Regions from separate parts of the Mus musculus genome. Here region 2 is linked to region 1. The links are chromatin contacts, called in public Hi-C maps. All regions are on one chromosome and are shown on one strand. The core of a region is the stretch at or near the end of the contact, and the rest is flanking DNA. Distances in the headings are between cores, read along the strand shown. Region 1 has its middle 120 kb from the start of Gm32728. Region 2 overlaps Gm32728 (a long non-coding RNA gene).

What was found. Hi-C and Micro-C count contacts between places; a contact is called where the count stands out from the background.
Region 2: a contact with region 1 is called in a Hi-C map of uterus, with 5 times the contacts expected there. The contact joins two enhancer-like sites. A contact is called at or near these places in 11 of 484 Hi-C or Micro-C datasets (MC3T3-E1-derived osteoblasts, embryonic stem cells, liver and 4 more) and 1 of 115 datasets of contacts at active chromatin or transcription factors (the NIH/3T3 cell line).

The regions. Positions count from the first base shown.
Region 1 is chr8:103,911,779-103,915,475 of GRCm38.p6, reverse strand. No RefSeq gene overlaps it. Among named protein-coding and RNA genes, the nearest start is that of Gm32728, 120 kb to the left of the region's middle. Within about 2 kb of position 1,700, at least 39 of the 459 cell types and tissues checked have an H3K27ac peak or open chromatin away from gene starts, as enhancers often do. A contact at or near this core is called in tail fibroblasts and uterus, where this site is marked.
Region 2 is chr8:104,021,459-104,025,068 of GRCm38.p6, reverse strand. All of the region lies in intron 1 of Gm32728 (a long non-coding RNA gene), which reads left to right. Among named protein-coding and RNA genes, the nearest start is that of Gm32728, 13 kb to the left of the region's middle. Within about 2 kb of position 1,843, at least 93 of the 459 cell types and tissues checked have an H3K27ac peak or open chromatin away from gene starts, as enhancers often do. A contact at or near this core is called in tail fibroblasts and uterus, where this site is marked.

The DNA.
Region 1 (3,697 bases), core at 451-2,950:
ATCAGTAGACCGGAGAACTGGGTCATCTTTGCTAATAGTGTATTCCATGTCTCGGTGGGAAAGCTTATCCTGCCTAGCAGGCATCTTGCTACACAGAGTCAGAGTGGAACCCAGCATTTTTTGTTGCCTCTCATGGCAAAACCTCTAGGTGGACCTTTAAGATGTCGTTTCAAAAACACCTTGTGCACCAAAGGTTTATTCTAACACTCAGCCCAAGGCCAGGCATGGAGACCTGTACAGGGGATGAGGAAGCCCTGGCAGGTAAGAACTTTGGAAGAGGTTAGGTCTGGCTCTGAATCCTTGCACTTAACAAGCGATGGGCTTTGTGGGCAACTGTCTGTCTCTTGATGAGAAAGTTTTGTATTTCTTTTTTTTTTAAATCAATAAAATGCAGATGATAAGGTCTGTCTCACAGGGAAGCCGTGAGACCTGAGCTGTGTACCGTAAGTTAAAGTGCTTAGCAAGCACCTGCTCTACTGCAACAGCCACTAAATGGTAGCTATTATTATCAATAATAAATGCAGGCTGAAGGAATGCAGAAATGAATGAATGTCTTTGCAACATTCAGCCAAATGGGCACGACTTCCTTTCTCCCTCCCTCGCTCCCATCCTGGCTCAGGTAATAATATATACACAAGGGTCAAGCTAAGCCATCCACCATTTGTAGTTTTTTTTTTTTTTTTTCCGATAAGAGATCACAGCTACGAGGCTCCCTGGTCCTGGGATGGATTAAAAGCACCCCATTCTGCTTTGCCACAAAACTTCTTCACAAGTCTGTGTCCCTCCCCCGCACACCCCAACTCCTCTCGAGCTCTGTGTGTGCCCAGGAAAATGGAGGCACACCTGTGCTAGCAGCCTGCCGAGAGGCATTTTCTTCCCCTCTGTTGCCTGGGCGATTCTGACTACACACCTGCAAAAGAGCCTTCTTTTCCTCCCCAGCTCCAAATCAAAGTGAGTCTTCACTCTCCAAGCTGCCTGCAGAGGGAGCACACACAGGGAGGACTTGAAGAGAGCAGAACAATTAGACACGGGAGCTGGCCCCTCTCTGAGGCTGAAGCTGTTTTTAGCTCTGCCTCTCAGGCAGACAGGCCTGGCCTTGGGGGTCTGGGCCCAGCCTGATGAATTAAGGACAACAGAAGTCTGTTGGCTTAGGAGAGGTTCTCCTTATAAGGGGCTGAGCAGGGAGGTTCTCCCTTTGTTTTTCCGTTTCTCTGTAATGACAGGGCTCCCCAACACACCTACACTGCCTGCCTCTGTTCAAATGTTCTTAGTCAAACAACCCAGTGTAACCAACAATACCAATAAACTCTCCCCACCACATGCTTTTAGTGGGAAACAAAAAAAAAGACACGTTCTGGAATCCAAAACTGCATGTCAATCTGATGATTTGGAACTGTGGATGAAGAAGGAATTTGGAGCAGGGGCAGGATTCCAGATGCTTCCAGGAAGAGAAAAAAGGTTTCTTCAAAGGTCTGGGTCAGTTTCGGGTGTGCAGTCAGGAGATCCTGGGGTAGGGTGGGAGGAGTGGGGGTGTCTAGCAGGCTGCAGGTGAGTTTTGCTTTTTATGCAAGAGGGACCCTTTCTGGAGGCAAATGGGCTCCAGGCTGCCATTATCTGTTGGAAAAAATAGCTCTGGATTTGGATCTAAGGAAGACTATAAACGAGGAGCGCAGAGACTTGCTTTCCAGCCTTGTGGGAGTCCGGGTAGTTTTAAATGAAGGGCAGATGCAGCCTTGGGCTAGATTCTACCTCCCTCGGTCCTGCAGTAACCTTATTAAAGAATAAAAATAAAGGCAGGAGTTTTATGATGACGAAGAAGAAAAGGCAGGGCCAGGCAGCTTCTCCAGCAAGGGGTGGGAGTGGGCTCTGGGATGTGCGGGAAGGATATGGGTTGGGTCTCTCTGTCTAAGGTGCAGAGATGAGGGGAGGGGCTATGGACAGATCCAGAGGCCATGGGCTGACTGTCCAGGCTGGGTTTGGGGGGCAGGAGGCAGGGTTGTCCTTCTGAGGGCTGGTCTCTTGGCCAGGCCAATTGCTTTCTTTGTTTCCTAAGGGAAAACAGCACCTGGCTCCTGGGAGAGGCCTACACCAATTTGCTGGTCCCCTAAAGGAAAGCTAGCTGCTGTTTGTAGTGTGGGCTCTTTAGCATTAGAGTTTTGTGAGAAACCCCAGATTGAGTGAAAACCATGTTGACACTCTCGGCTCTTGGAACAGTGCACACCACTCCACTCTGTGCGTCCTGTCCTTTTGTAATGGGGCTGCCCCCACTGCTTTGGATCTTGGTCCTGAGAAAGAACAGAGCTGAAGTGTTTGGACACTGGCCTGCAGTACAGATGGCCTGGAGCTGTGGGCCAGGGGTTAGTGTGAGCCCAGGGGCAGAACAAGAGTGAGGAAGAACCACATGACTATCATGACTAGAAAGACTCATGGAGCCCCCAGCTCCTTGGGAGTGGGTGTACAGGACCAGGCTTGAGGCCGGGGAGGGATGGGGGCCAGTGAAGAGCTGTGCTGCTGGATTCTGGGCTGGGAAAGTGAGGCAGGGCACAGGAGGAAGACTCTTCTTTGATGGACACAGATTATCCCAGGCTGCTGAGATGGGCTTCATGACGTAAGAGTAGGGGCCAAGTTAGAGGCCTTCAGCCAGGCTGGAGGAACATGAAGACAAGGGGCATTTATTCAGGTGTGTAGTGGAGTGTGTTGGCAGCGTTTCCTTGTCTTTGGATATAGCCTCCCAATCCTCCCTCTCTGACTCCAGTCTTCCTGGTTGTATCCTCTTTTGCTTGGTCTGTATAAGCCACAAACCTTACTGTGCTTCTGTCCTGCCCTTGGGTTTTCCCCAGGGCTCCCAACTACTCGAGAATAGCATCCAAACCCTTTACTGCCTTCTGCAAAGCTGTCTGCAGTCTTGAACTTGCTCTCTTTTGCTTCTCTCCATCCTGGGGCAAATGACTACTTATTCTCCGAACTATTGGTTTGTCTGCTCCAATCCTCAGCCTCTCTTCAAGGTAGGCAAGGGATTGACTTACAATTCCCATCTTTCAAACGGCTTCAATTCTCTCAGGACCCCGTGCTTTTGTCTGAGGTCTTGCTCTGCCCTTTGCAGAATATGAACCTGCCTGTGTGTTAGGACAGCTGAGCAAGGGTGGGAGACCCCTTGGAGCCACTCTCTGTCAGTGACTGGCAGGAGTGGAGAACAAATATCCACTTTCCAGGGACCTGTGATACAGATGACATACTCTAAATCTCCCAGGGGTCCCTTGGAGATTGTGTTTTTGGATCCTCTACATTGGTCCATACCTCAACCCTCTCAGGCTTCTGAAACCATTTCCCCGGTATTCATTGACACTCACCGCTCATCTCATGACTGAAAGCCAGAACACCTTCACTGTTTCTTCTACCCAGAGCTCCATGCCAGCCTAGAGACCCATTGCTAAGAGTTGTGTTTCAGAGCTTCAGATCTGGATTTTGCTGACCTCCTGTGGGCAAACCACTGGGACTCACCAGGGACAGTCCTTTAGAGCCAGTGCTCTCTGTCCTGGAATCCTGGAGTCTCTTGTTTCTTGTACCTAAGGCTTCCTTATACTGGCACAGCATGAAGCCAGCAGTCTGGTGTTCAGGAACCCACACTGGTTAGCTGGGTTGAAAGGTGGAAATTAGCATCTTCTGCATTTGACAGACTCCTCCCTGAGTCAAGGTG
Region 2 (3,610 bases), core at 594-3,093, 110 kb before region 1:
GCCCTTAGATACAGGAGCAGAAATCCAAGATACTGCAGACACAGCCAGTCTGTGTCCATTCGCAGCTTCTGTGCCAGCATGCCTATGCATGCCGCATGTGCCTGTGGCTGCCCCTGGGTGATGAAACCACAAGCCCTCTTAGTGTGCCCCATCCCTGTGTGGTGCGAACAGCCTGAGTGCCCAGAACTTCCCCTGTTATTCCAGATGTGGTGGACCAGCCGTCATTTGCCTGGTGAAACTGTGTCATTAGCTCCAGAGGGAGGTGGCCAGTCTTTGCCTTCGTTCAGCCTGGCGTGCCTTTTGACTCTGTTGCCCCTGTATGAGGCAGGCGCGCCCAGCAGGTTGTTTGGTAGCCAAGAACTGTATCTGGTTTGGGTTGTGCACACTTCTCTTCTAACAATGCACCTTCTTCATCTGCGTGTACTTTGCACACACACCCCTCTGTGAGCAAACCACGTAGCAGTCTGAGACCCCTACCTACACTGACTTCACGGATACTCCTCTCCAAACATTAAGTGTAAATTTCTCTGTGTCCGTAAGATAACCAGATTTTGGCAGTTTTTATTCAAATATATTGCCAACAAATCTGGGTCAGAAGAGCAGCAGGCTGATCAGGCCAGAACTAGATTTCAGTGCATGCGCATAAGGCAAACCGTGTTCTCAAAGCTAACCTTTATGGGGAGCTCCTAACTTACTGCCTAGCATCTATGCATACTTGGGCACACATGTGATTAAATGAGATGCATTCTGGGAAGGGACATGGGCAGTGGGATTATATGATCTAATTTCTCAATCAAAATGGAGACCCGCCCAAACCACACCCCATTGTAGCAATCTCTCTTTCCTTTACATCCCATAAAAAGATACCCTAGGCTGAAACCTGGGTCCCTTGAGTACCCTAAAGAAGTGGCCTAGTGTTCCCTCATCTTTTCTATTGGTTTGCCTGAAGTAAACTTTCCTTGATACTTTTGAAAATTTGTGGGGGCTTTTATTTCAAATCTTCGAATAAGAGTAGGTCAAGAACCTTCGAAACATTTGGGCCTGTCCCCAACCATGGATACTATTTAATAGTTCTTAGCTCTGCAGCCTGGGTAGAATTGGGCTGGTAACATCTATGGAATAAATCCTGTTGTGTCTGGGTATAGTTTTTACCCAGAGAGCTCATATCTTGGTGCTTGGGATGGTGATAAAAGGAGCAGTGGAACCTTTAAACTGTGGTCTCCATCCTATCCCATCCCGTTGCTATGGTGACACCATCTGCCAAGAGGTTCTTATCTGAGCTGAGCGATATCCTTGAACATCCAGAACTCTGAGCTCAATAGACCACCTTTCTCACTAAAAATAACTTGCCTAGGGGATTTTACTCATAGCAACAGAAACAGATTAATACAGTGGAGAAGAAGATATATAGGAATCTATGAGGCTAAAGTCTGGTCCTACGTAGAGAGAGCAGTTTGCAGGGAACAGATTGCCACAATGTGACCCAGCACATCTGACTGTTCAAACCCACAGTCCACTCCTAGAAGGCTATGGACATGTGTCCTTGCACTGTCCTACGATCCAGAGAAGCTGGGATCCTGAGCTGGGTGAAGTCTCCCACAGGGAACAATTCCAACCCATGTGACTATAGCAGCAGTGAGCTGGGTGAGAACACACAGCCTGAGCAGCTGGGCCTAGACCCAATATTGCAATCTGTCTGGGGCCTCAGATGATGAGGTTGTGAAGGAATGTCTGCGGAGGTAGGTGGGTGTGGCCTGGGAGCCTGGATGGCACCAGTTGCTAGGCTTTCTAGCCCTGGCTGCCAGCATCCTTCCTGGCCAGCTCAGTGCACACACATCTGGAGGCAATTGTCTGAAGCTGCTGGGGTGGGGCCCAGGCTGTGGCTGGAGCTTTGTGCTGTGCAGACCACACAGGGTCCTCACTTGCTCTGGTACTTACTCCACGTGGATCAGGAAGGCAGAGGAGAAAGAAAGAAAGAGAGGCATGTGGGTGGGAGGATGTGGGATGCACTCAGCACATCTCTTTCTTCGGAAGACTTTTTGGCTTTCCCCAGCGAATCAGAAAGTCCAAGGGAGGAAGCTGACTGCACTCTAGCCACACCATGTCTAAATCAAGCAGAACCACAGCACACATGTTTTTACTTTTAAACTCATCAAAGGAACTTCTGGCCTGTACAGAGTCCTAAAAATACACCCTGATCTCTCCTCATGCCCCACCCTCTCCTCTGATTTCTTTTTTCCCCCGCCGTCGTGACTTGAACACTGTTGGCAGTGTGCTCTCTTTCTCTCGTTTTAAGCAGCAGGGCCACATTCAAAAGTTCATACCAAATAAATCTACTGAGGGTCAGTAGGACAGACGTGGGGTTCTGCTGGGAGAAACAACTTGTTCTTTGGTACAGAGGGTGTTAGCACTAGAGAAAACCCAGCCTAGAGAGGAGCAGGGATTTATTTTCAACTCACAAAAGATGTCGGACTGCAAGCGCTACCCCATGAGTTGCTATCCCCTCTCTGGGATAACTGGGATTGTGTCTTATGTGGGATGAAACCTCATCAAGGCGAAGCAAGGAGGCTTTGTGGTGGGAGGCATCAGGCAGGGCTGGAAGAGAGAAATCCTGTCCTGGTTGCCTGGATTCAGTTTCCTAACTCGTTTATTTGGCCACAATGAACTCTCAGGTCCCCATTTGGAAACTGTAATGGAACAGGAGCACCACTGTCTTAGTCACGGTTTCTATTCCTCCACAAAACCTCATGACCAAGAAGCAAGCTGGGGAGGAAAGGGTTTATTCAGCTTACACTTCCGCATTGCTGTTCATCCCCAAAGGAAGTCGGGACAGGAGCTCACACTGGGCAGGAACTTGGAAGCAGGAGCTGATGCAGAGGCCATGGAGGGGTGCTGCTTACTGGCTTGCTTCCCCTGGCTTGCTCAGCCTGCTTTCTTATAGAACCCGGGACTACCAGCCAAGGGATGGGCCCAGCCAAGGGATGGCACCACCCATAATGGACTGAGCCCTACCCACTTGATCACTAATTGAAAAAAAATGCCTTACAGCTGTTTTTCATTTCCTCAAGGGAGGCTTCTTCTCTGTGATAACTCCAGCTTGTGTCAAGCTGACACACAAAGCTAGCTAATACAGTCACTAACATTTGTGACTTACTGAGCAATGAGTACGTAAACCCCCCCATATCTCATTTCATCTGATCTTCCAGTTTCAGGCAGGCACTGGGGATTCTAGGCTGAAGAAAAGGAAAGCCAGGCTCCGGCAGATGAATTGACTTCTCTAGGATGTGCAGTGAGTTCAAACCCAGCCCACTGGTGACTCTTACCTTCGTATTGGTTGCCATTTTCTTTGTTCCATAGGCTAGAGGTGAGAGTTCACAGAAATCTTGGGTAGGGTAAGGTAGAAAGGCCTGCGATCACCATCAGCGTGGCAGAGCCCTGTGAGACATGGAGGTAGAGGATCGGGGCAGAAAACATCTCTTGCTGGCCCTCTTCCAGCTTGCCTTCTTTTTCCCTTGTCTTCTTTTTCTGTGGGGTACCGCAGCCTCTGGAGCTGAGTCCTAGCTCCTCCCGCATCTCCTGACTCCCAGAGGACATCTGAGATAACTCTGAG